2 separate regions of the Bicyclus anynana genome follow, and region 2 is linked to region 1. Evidence: chromatin contacts called from public Hi-C data. All regions are on one chromosome and are shown on one strand. The core of a region is the stretch at or near the end of the contact, and the rest is flanking DNA. Distances in the headings are between cores, read along the strand shown. Region 1 holds the start of LOC112057845 (serine/threonine-protein kinase minibrain). Region 2 overlaps LOC112057845 (serine/threonine-protein kinase minibrain).

Evidence for each region. A called contact is a pair of places that touch in the nucleus more often than the background predicts.
Region 2: a Hi-C map of whole body shows a contact between it and region 1, with 1.8 times the contacts expected there. The contact joins the enhancer-like site here to the promoter of LOC112057845 in region 1. A contact is called at or near these places in 2 of 2 Hi-C or Micro-C datasets (whole body and whole larva).

What each region holds. Positions count from the first base shown.
Region 1 is chr16:12,139,509-12,144,568 of ilBicAnyn1.1, forward strand. LOC112057845 (serine/threonine-protein kinase minibrain) reads left to right here and starts at 3,020. Exons shown (of 13, transcript XR_008251528.1): 1 at 3,020-3,990. LOC112057846 (nuclear RNA export factor 1) reads right to left here and starts at 315. Exons shown (of 10, transcript XM_024098406.2): 1 at 9-315. The coding sequence starts at 60.
Region 2 is chr16:12,223,598-12,228,846 of ilBicAnyn1.1, forward strand. All of the region lies in intron 3 of LOC112057845 (serine/threonine-protein kinase minibrain), which reads left to right. Among protein-coding and RNA genes, the nearest start is that of LOC112057845, 84 kb to the left of the region's middle. Within about 2 kb of position 1,619, at least 8 of the 8 cell types and tissues checked have open chromatin away from gene starts, as enhancers often do.

The DNA of each region.
Region 1 (5,060 bases), core at 1,770-4,269:
GCACTCACCAAAATGTTCATTTGGTTTCCAATTTCGTAGTCTTCCACCACGCTTGGGCATTTTGTTTACAAAAATGTTCCACAAGTTATTACACCACGCAAACTGCAAAGTTGATGAGGAATCTTTGCCAACTGTCGTAAACGTTTTTATTTTATTTGGTTGATATATGAGCGCAACAATTTCTTTGCACTGTTAAGAAGTGTAATCTACCAAATTACGTACTCATAGAACTTAAATTAAGCAAAAATGACTATTTCAGAATCTACTTTCGCATCAATCAGTAATGGCGGTGGCGCGTTAAATAATGACGTCACGTCACAACAGTGTTACCAACTCTCAAACATATTTATCCCTAAAGTTTGCCCCTAAAATTGCCTTATGTAATGGGTTGTCCTTCTAAAAAATATAAATTCATGTTTATGTTATACATAAAATATTACGTCTTCATCTGAAGATTCAGAATTTTTGAAATCATACATGTTGACATTGAATAAATTCAACATTTTTTTTATTGGATAAAAATTGCCGCCAGTCGCCACAGAGGTCGCCTGGTAATAAGTCGCTAGGTCAAGAAAGAAATAATAATATTATCAATTTAAAAATATTAAAAAATCAATAAATCCCTGAAAATACTCCTAAAAAATTCAGTCCCCTAAAAAATCCCATCGCAATTATTTACCCCCTAAATATGGGGGGAAAACGCCTCAGTAGGGAACACTGCGTCACACCCACATTCGCAATTCTCATTCACAAATGGCTTCCAAAATTCCAAGAAAACTTATGGTGCTGCCATAAAAATTATCAAAAACCTACTATTTTACTTCTATGGGAAATAAAATCATACCTACTAATTTATAAGATTTTATAGAAAGAGATAATTATTTATTTGTATGCTACATTTAGATGTTTTCCCGCATAGTTAGTAGATTTCCACATCTGCATTTTTGTTTTCAGATGTGTTAAAAAGTACTGATCAAACTTATCCAGTGCATTCTGCAATGCAACTTTATATGGTTTCCAAGTTATTTATGAACATCAACAAAATTGACCATTTTCCCATGGTGAATTACTCAATATTGAGCGATACTTGGTAAACAGTTTAAATGTGTGGAACAACATGTTTTTCAGGTAGGAGTACTTTAATGAGTTTTAAATCTAGATAAAAAAAATAGTCTACATTTTTTAGATTCAGATTTCAAAAAATATTATTTAGCATCGTTCAGAAGCCTCTTCATGCAAGTTCAACTCGCACTAGTTCAATTTTTGATATAAAATAAACATCGTTGTTGTTATCACTATTAACCCATATTCGGTTCACTGCTGCTCGAGTCTCCTCTCAGGCTGAGATGGGTTAGGCCAATAGTCCACCACGCTGGCCCAATGCGGATTGGCAAACTTCACTCACGCAGAGAATTAAAAAAATTCTCTGGTATGCAGATTTCCTCACGATGTTTTTCCTTCACCGTTGGAGACACATATTTAATTTCTTAAAATGCACACAACTGAAAAGTTAGAGATGCATATGCCCCGGACCGGATTGGAACCCACACCCTCCGGAAACGGAGGCAGAGGTCATGTCCGCTGGGCTATCACGACTCTCATATCTTCCAATTAAACAAATTTTGGAGAAGTAATGATTTTTGTAACTATTTATTTTAAATTTTTTCTTGATATTTATTTATTAGCCAGCTCCTACCCTTTCTCACACAATGTCACACTTAAACAATCCTTACTGAATGACAAAATTTATGGATGGCTTCATTATTATTATATTTAACTTTAGTGAATAGATAATTAAACGAGTTGTTAGGACTAACTGGTTAATGTTTTTAATCATTAGCAAATGCATGCACATCGTCTGTTACATGATTCTCCATGGAAATTAAAAGGCTATTCATCATTATCAACCCATATTCGGATCATTGCTAGAGTCTCCGAGGGGTTAGGGCAATTGTCCACTACGCTGGCCCAATATGGATTGGCAAACTTCACATACGCAGAGAAATAAGAAAATTCTCTGGTGTGCCTGTTTCTTCACGATGTTTTCCTTCACCGTTTGAAACATGTGATATTTAATTTCTTAAAATGTACACAATTAAAATGTTGGAGGTGCATGCCCCGAACCGGATTCGAACCAACTCCCTCCGGAATCGGAAGCAGAGCACATATCCAGTCGGCTATCACGGCTCAAATAGGCTATTATTATTAATCATTAGTGAATCAACATGTCATCTATAAATAGCCTCAATAGGTAAACTATAAGCAGTTGAACTCGTTACCCAGGTTTGGTGGTTCCATTGCCACCCGTTGGACTATTGTCGTATCCGACTATAGGACGAAAAGGGAGGGGAATGGGAATGTTGCTCTTAATTAGAAGGTGTGGCAAATATTCCATTATAAATAGAACATATAAGTACGTTATATATGATACTCAAACGTTGGTATGATGATAGGTACCCAATTAAAATTTTAAAATTTGAAATCATGCTATTTTTTTAATTACTGTCCTACTTGCTGTTTTTTTACAATTTCAAATACATACGTATGGTGCAATTAAACTAAATCTATAAAACATAAAAAAAACATACTAATGTTACAAAATATTTATGTTATCCACATTCATTTATAGAATAGATATAGATAGACATTCATTAACATTTTAATCATGTAGAACAAAGTAATTTCTACCAAAATCTTAAAACTACCAAGCGTATGGGATCATTAATGTAGATTATATCCACTTTTGTCTATGGTGAAAGCTAAAGTAATTTCATTTTACGCACCGTATTTCGTAATTAGTATTCCTTTTTATAAAGGTTTTTTACGTTTACTTATTCTGAACAATTAGATGTTCAAATACTAAAAAATCTTGACTAGATTTTTTTACTTTTAAACACATTTATCGTTGTAATATTTTATAAAATATTCTGTAAAACTCTATTCCAAACCGATTTTAAAATGGAACGTACTGGCGACCATAGCGTTCAAAAATAAAAACGACCACAGACAAAGTTGTGTGCTTTTCATCGAGTCTGCCATGTTTTGTCCTACTTGTCGCGCTTGATCAACGCGTTCGCGATTTCTGTTGTAAACTATTATTTTACTGAATGTTTCACAGGCTGTGTTTTGTTTACAAATAGTGTAGTTAATGACTATAATTACTCTAATGAAACGTGTTATCTATCAATCGCTTTTGATATTGATGTATAATGGTGTAGTTCGCATTTCATAAAAATTTGAAAATGTTCACAAGCCTGCTATTGCAGCCGTGAACAGAGAGATTCCGTCACGATTTTGAAATCGCTACAAATAATTCGGTATAGTGTTATTAAAGTAAGTTCGATACTGTGACGCAACCCACGTGCACATAATTTACCAAGCATCTCATGCACATTTGTTATTATTTTGTTCGCGGCCCGCGAGTTCGATTCGAGCCCGCAAGGATCGGATCGAAGAAGGGAAATCGTGTCGTCCGTCTTGCTCTTTCCCGTCGCGGCGCGTTCGGTTGCATTCATTCATTTTCATAAACCGAAATAGATTTTTTGGTGTAGTGCAATAGTTGTTGTTGTGTGGGTCCTTGGGTGCAGAGGGTGCCGAGTGCGCTCGGTGTCGGTGCCCACGTGACGCGGCCGAGTGTTTGGGTGGCGGGCTGGTACGCGCCAGTCGCAGTGCGGAGCGGCGGAGGTGGATCGTGTTTACCCGCGAGTGCAGCTTCGAGTGCGTGCGGAAGTGCGGAGGCATGTGCGGATGACACCGCCGTCCGATGAGACGGCGCCTTGAGCCAGTGTACGAGTGCTAAATATTATGTTCCTTGGGTTATGAGTGTGTGACAAAGTTGTAGTGTACTGAGGACACTGGAGCCCCTAGACGGAGTTGGGCCCGCTGGGGCGGCCCTGGTGCTTCTCGGGGCTCCGCACGAAGGCAAAATGGCAGCGTGGAACCGCCATCACCACTTCAACATGCTCATGGACGAGAATGCCAAAAATAAATGTAAGTACCCCTTCGCCCGCCAACTCTTATTGTTGCAGCATGGTGGGTCTAAACTCCATATCGCACCTGTTTTACGGAGAAAGGCCTAGGCCTGTAGTGTAAAATAGGCCCTCACATTGATGATGATGATCATTAGCCTTTCCCTAAATATTCACCTTTTTCACTATTTGCTATTATATAAAAAATATGGCTAGTGTCACTAATATATATTTTTTGAATATTCCCCAGTAACATATTGTAAACAACTTGCAGCCAGGCATTCAATATTAGTAATTGTACATCAAACAGCCCTCATATTTGCAAATTTACAACTCTTTACAGTTTTGTATGAAATCAGAAATATTCAGTAGTACAAGAAGTTTTAAAGTTTTGACATGATGTATGATATCAAATGTGCCCTACAAACATTTATTTGTTATCAAGGTAAATGTGATTGGTGCCATAAATAAGGAAACAACATTAAAACATTAATTTTGAAGTCTATACTTTGTTTACATAGAAAAGATTCTGTCATAAACATAATGGCAAAATTTAATTGCTGCATTAATTCTATATTTCTTGACATTGTGTAAACTAAATTGACCAGCCTATATAAAAATTATCCCAATTGTTTGGACCATTCTCATGTGTTATGCTTAGCAACACATTTGGCCATTCATTTATTTATTTTATATAGTTTGAAAAACTTAAATTATCCTTTCAAATAGTAACAGCCTTTATTCAAAAGTATTTGTGTGATTCAGCCTTAATAAAGTTTAAACTTGATAACAAAACCTAAAGTGCAAGTTCTATCTGTGAAAATCATAAAATTGTCGACAAACATAAATAATTGTAATGTTGTACAACTGTTTTGTACCAATAAATACTTCATCTGCTGCTATCTTTTATAAATACAGAACCCAAGGACTATGCAATATTTTCACAGTAACTACACTACTTGTAAAATTTGTAAGAAGGTTGTGATAAGAAGATAAAAATATATTGCATTATTTAGATAACTTTTATTAGCTAACTGGACCTTGCATACTGGCTCTATGATGATTACTATAGGTATTTCCTGTTTATTCACA
Region 2 (5,249 bases), core at 369-2,868, 83 kb after region 1:
TATTGCCATTATGAATAAAAATAAAATATTTTTTTTTTAAAAGAATACGGGTTAACCTCAACAATCGCTGTGTTACAATTTTTTAAATAAAAAGTATATTGTTAAATCTTATGCTTGTACAGAACCATTCCTATACCGTACTTAACTGTTTCTTACGAATATATTTCCCCGTCTTACAAGGTTTGCCAAGGAGACTTTAGTTTTAGAAGGACAATACAATGATTCTTTTGATATCTCGTTCCAATCTTTTAGCCGTGTATAAATTTGTTGTGCACAATAAAGCGATTCACGTTCATCCGGCATCCTGGAGGCGACGTCTAAAATCAATTGTTTCACCCAATTACCCGACGACATTTACACCCGAAGGGCGCATTGTCGGTGTTCCGATCGGGAAACAATGACTGTTGCTATAACAAACAGTAATTACCTGTTTGTTGTGTTGTGTTGTGTCCTTGTGTGTTATGTCTGTGCGCTTTGACGTCGTGTTCGATAAATTTAATCGTCATTGTGACTGGGGGCCGATACAGCGTTTTGTTTGCTGATGGGGTCGCACTCATCTTGATATACATGCTAATATTGTTTTTTTTTTATTATTTTTTTTTTATAGAAAAAAGCAACATTTGTTAATTTTTTTTTTAATATGACCAATATTCCTGTTCCCCTCCAATTAGTCGGAAAATGCTGTTAGGAGTGTCGACATAAGTCCAGCCGATGGGAATGGGAAACAGGAACCAAGTCCTACCTTTAACATTGGAACTATTAAGGCTTTTGAATATATATAATTATTTTGTTTTTCATTAGGCACTTTTGGAATAGGAACGAAAAAAACACGCAAAAGACAGGTATATGTGAAAAACCATTGGTGATTATTTAACTTGGCTAAATTCTAATAGCAATCGATTCACTGGTCTATGTTATCTATACTAAGTAATATTATAAAGAGGAAAGATTTGATTGTTTGATTGTATTGAATAGTCTCCGAAATTACTAAACCAATTTGAAAATTACTTTTTTTACCCTTAGGAAGCTATACTTTCCCCGGGTTCTATTTTATCCTCGTATTCCTACGGGAACGGGAACTACGCGGGTAAAACCGCGTGGCGTCTGCTAGTATTAATTAGTATAAAACCTTTTACTCAAATAAAAGTAGATTTGGCTTAAATATATCTTGTTTTTAAAAACATGCGTTAAAATCTGAAGTGTGTGAAAGATAATAATTTTTATGTTCCCTTTTTAGACTTCGTCAGATAACAATTTCACGTTTGCATATCAAACTGTGACGGGCGGCTTTCTCTTGAGAAAATATACCATGAATTTCCAAGATAACAGTTAACTCTGAATTATAATAATAAACGTGCGCGATTTTAACGTTTCTCTGTTAATTATTTTAATTAAATCCATCCTTTAGGTTCATTAGCAGGCGGAAGCTCGTCGGAGGCGAGTGTTGGAGCTAACCCTGTTACCGGCTAATAAGCATATTCTGCTCACACAAACGAGACGGAAACGGCGCTAGATGCGGCACACGAGTGACTGCTGTAACTAGACTGTTGCTAGCCGCCTGGCCGGGCCGGCCGGATGAATGGCGTGCGCGTGAGTCGGTTACGGGCCCGAGCCGCCCGGTGACGCAACGTCGCGACACCGCGCGCCGCACCGTTGTTCATACTAGCGGAGACCGTGGACATTTCAGCCCTACTAGGTGATCCATCCGTTCCCTTGGACTTCACTAACGGAACTCACCCATTGTTTGGCCTTACATCTTAAATGTTAATCAAAATGTTTTTTGAAAAATATTTTTTTTAAGTTTACATTATGAATCAAAAAAAATGGTGCAGCAAAAATAAGAATACCTGAACCACGGGCATTGTACACTTCAGCGCCACCTACTGTTTGTATTTTTAGTCGTATGATGTTGCTCCAATGACAAAAAATGTAGTTCACATTGTCCTCTACATTTTTTGTTCAATAAAATTTTCCCTGAAACCCATAGATTCGGAGAAAAACGCGTTTCAAATTTTTTTTTGGATTTTCTCAAAAACAGCAGGAGTGGGGCACCCCGCCAATCTACAGTTAACATCTTTACATGCCCCATAACGTTATATGAAGTCAAACTTTTTCTTGAAATTATCCTGACCCTAAATTACAGATTAACTAACCTATTGTGTTTTTTTTAATTCAATAATAATATTAGGGGTTGGTGGTGTAGGGAGCTCAAATTTTAGGTCTGAATATCCTAATGTCCTTACGATAAATTTAAAAAAAGTATTTAAAGAAAATTCTTGTCCTAAACTGTTGCTAGCCGGATGCGACCGGATGAATGGCATGCGCTTGAGTCGTTTACGAGCCCCACGGTGATGCAACGTCGCGAAGCAAAGTTTACCCGCGCTTTTTTTTAAGAATATATGGCATATCATTCAAATAATATGACTACTATTCCCATTCCCCTCCAACTAAACGGAAAAAACAAGTGTTAGTGTTAGTGCTACAATAGTTCAGCCAGCCAAGATTGAACCACGATTTCTGGGTGATTAGTTCGGCGATGTATTAATATAAAATTAAAAGTATTAAAAAAGTAATATTGTTATAATGTTCCTTGTTTTCAAGTGATTCCAATATTCCTGCCACCATCTCCTTAACTAATGTTAGTATGCAAAATAAGTAAATATTCACGACGCCGTGCCTCGGCATGCGCTTACCGTTCCGTCAATAGCTAGGAGCTGTTGTTCTGTATCCTGTCCGTTAAATGCTACCTAAAAAAACTATTATTTACCATGATTACGATGAACTACTCTAATTAATCACTTCTCCTATAAAAATGTTGTGTTAATATATTTTTAAATTACCCAACACACGGTAAAGATCGGCGGACAACAAGAATTGTGTTTCCTTGCGTTAATTAGCGGTTAAGACTGACCACACGGAAATTCCCCATTTGTTTTAGTCACCACCTTTTCGTCTAAGGTCCGGTTGTTTTCAACGACATTATTGGCTATTTATTATAAATGTACTGTCATAGAGCACTTTCATTGTCTTTCATTTAGGACGAAGAGCGACGACTATAACGATAATATTTATTTATATATTTATAATAACTTTATTGCACATAAAAAGAAAATAACAAAAGAACACATCAATTTTTAGGCAAAAGGCGACCTTATCACTAATAGTGACCTCTTCCAGGCAACCTAAACATAATAATAATATTTGTTATCAGGTTATATTATAAGTGTTCAAACTGCTCCAATGATTAAGCCTATATAGCCTCGGATCGTCCTGGATTGAAATCCAGGACTGAACTTTTAAATGTTGAGCTTTTTCTGTATTCTAAGAAATTTTCTAAAGTTCTCAGTCCAAAGATGGTAAAAGGATGTGCCAGCTGCTTAGGTACCTAGCTGGATCATGTTCGATGAAATTTTGTGAATAAGTAAACTTACAAGAAAAAACTTGATTGTGTTTTCATGAAAAACAAAAATTTCGCATATGCTAAAGTTAGGTTGCTACAGTGTCTGTCGTTTCCGCTAATTTATTAAATACGTAAATAAAACTTATGATATGATGCAAGGCCAACAACAAAGGGTTATTGCATGTCAAATACTAATGGTTCCTACCACTTACAAACGGTACGATTGATAAAGGTTTCCGCCTGACATCATCCGAGTAGGGATGTGCGAGGGGGTTTAGTTTAGTCGAAACTATAAGAGAACTAATAATTGAAAAGTTATGTATAAAAATATTGATATTTGTAACTAGGCCGGAGAATGCGATGACCCACGTCTTGTACACAAATGATACGAGAGTGTAAACAGATTTCTAACGTCATGTCTAGACTGATAAGCCGTACCTCCTATACCGTTACCGTCTTATGAGTAATCCACTACGTCAGTTGCTTAATAAAATATTGTATAATTAATTTTTGGTAGGATCTAGATGTACATAAGATTTAGATATTAAAAATATTAAGATATTATAGAAGTATTTATCAGTTTAGATATATTAAACGTTTTAGTGTCGCATAAATTAAGTCTCTTATTTCAAGTAGACTTAGTTTACAAATCATCACCATCATCAACTCACTGCTGAGCACGAGTCTCCTCTCAGAATGAGAGGGGTTAGGCCAATAATCTACCACGTTGGCCTAATGCGGATTAGCAGACTTCACACACGTAGAGATTTACCGTTTAAGATACGTGATATTTAATTCCTTAAAATTCACATAAGTCAATAGTTGGAGGTGCACGCCCCGGACCGGATTCGAATCTACGCCCTCCGAATCAAAGGCAAATGTCATATCCACTGGGCCATTACGGCTCTCAGTTTTCAAATATGTATTACAATATTAATATCGAGTTGGAGGCACCACTTATTTTTTATTGGTAACAACAGTAATTTTAACGGGAAATAAAATTATGTTACATTTTAAGAGGGAAGTTAGTTTGCAATGAATCGTTTTTGCTATAATATATTGTGGTATTCTAATGATTAATGGAAATGATCTTCATTATATTAAAAAACGCTGTCGGTTTTTGGAAATCGAATTTAGTATAACGAAAAGTTTACCCCATCCCTACGTCCGAGTGGCAAATTGCACACGCATGCCTCGGTGGGGTGCCAATAATATCGACGGAGGACGGACCTTATTTGTCGCATTTTGACATTATGACGCCGATAAACTTGGGACCCAATGTATTGGCATTATTTAAAGGCTCTCAGGTCTAAATTGTGGTTCAAGTTTTTCCTAAAAAGAAAAAAAAGTATCAACAAACAACGTGTAACGAACAAAACTAAAACCGAATTTAAAGGGGGTGTTGATGTTTTTTATTTGATCCATATTATAATGGTGATAAGTAAAACTTAGTTTTCAGTTATGACATACTCGTATAACTGAAAACTAACTTTTTGTAGCCAAATGGGCCTAGCGGCTAGGTTCTTATCATGCCAGGGGCCTAGACCCCTAGCCTAACTTACTTTTTATGATAGACTAGCGGACGCCCACGACTTCGTCTGCGTGGAATTCAGTTTTTTACAAATCCCGCTAGAACCATGGAATTTTCAAGGATAAAAAGTAGCTAATCCAGAGTAAAATCTATTGCCATTCCAAATTTCAGCCAAATCTTCAGTAGCCGCAGCGTAAAGGAGGAACATACTTACACACTTACACACACACTAACTGCATTTATAATATTAGTGTGATGTGATCAGTGTGATAGTGTAATGTGATGCTCTCTCTATGTTTGTATTTTTTACCATTGTCC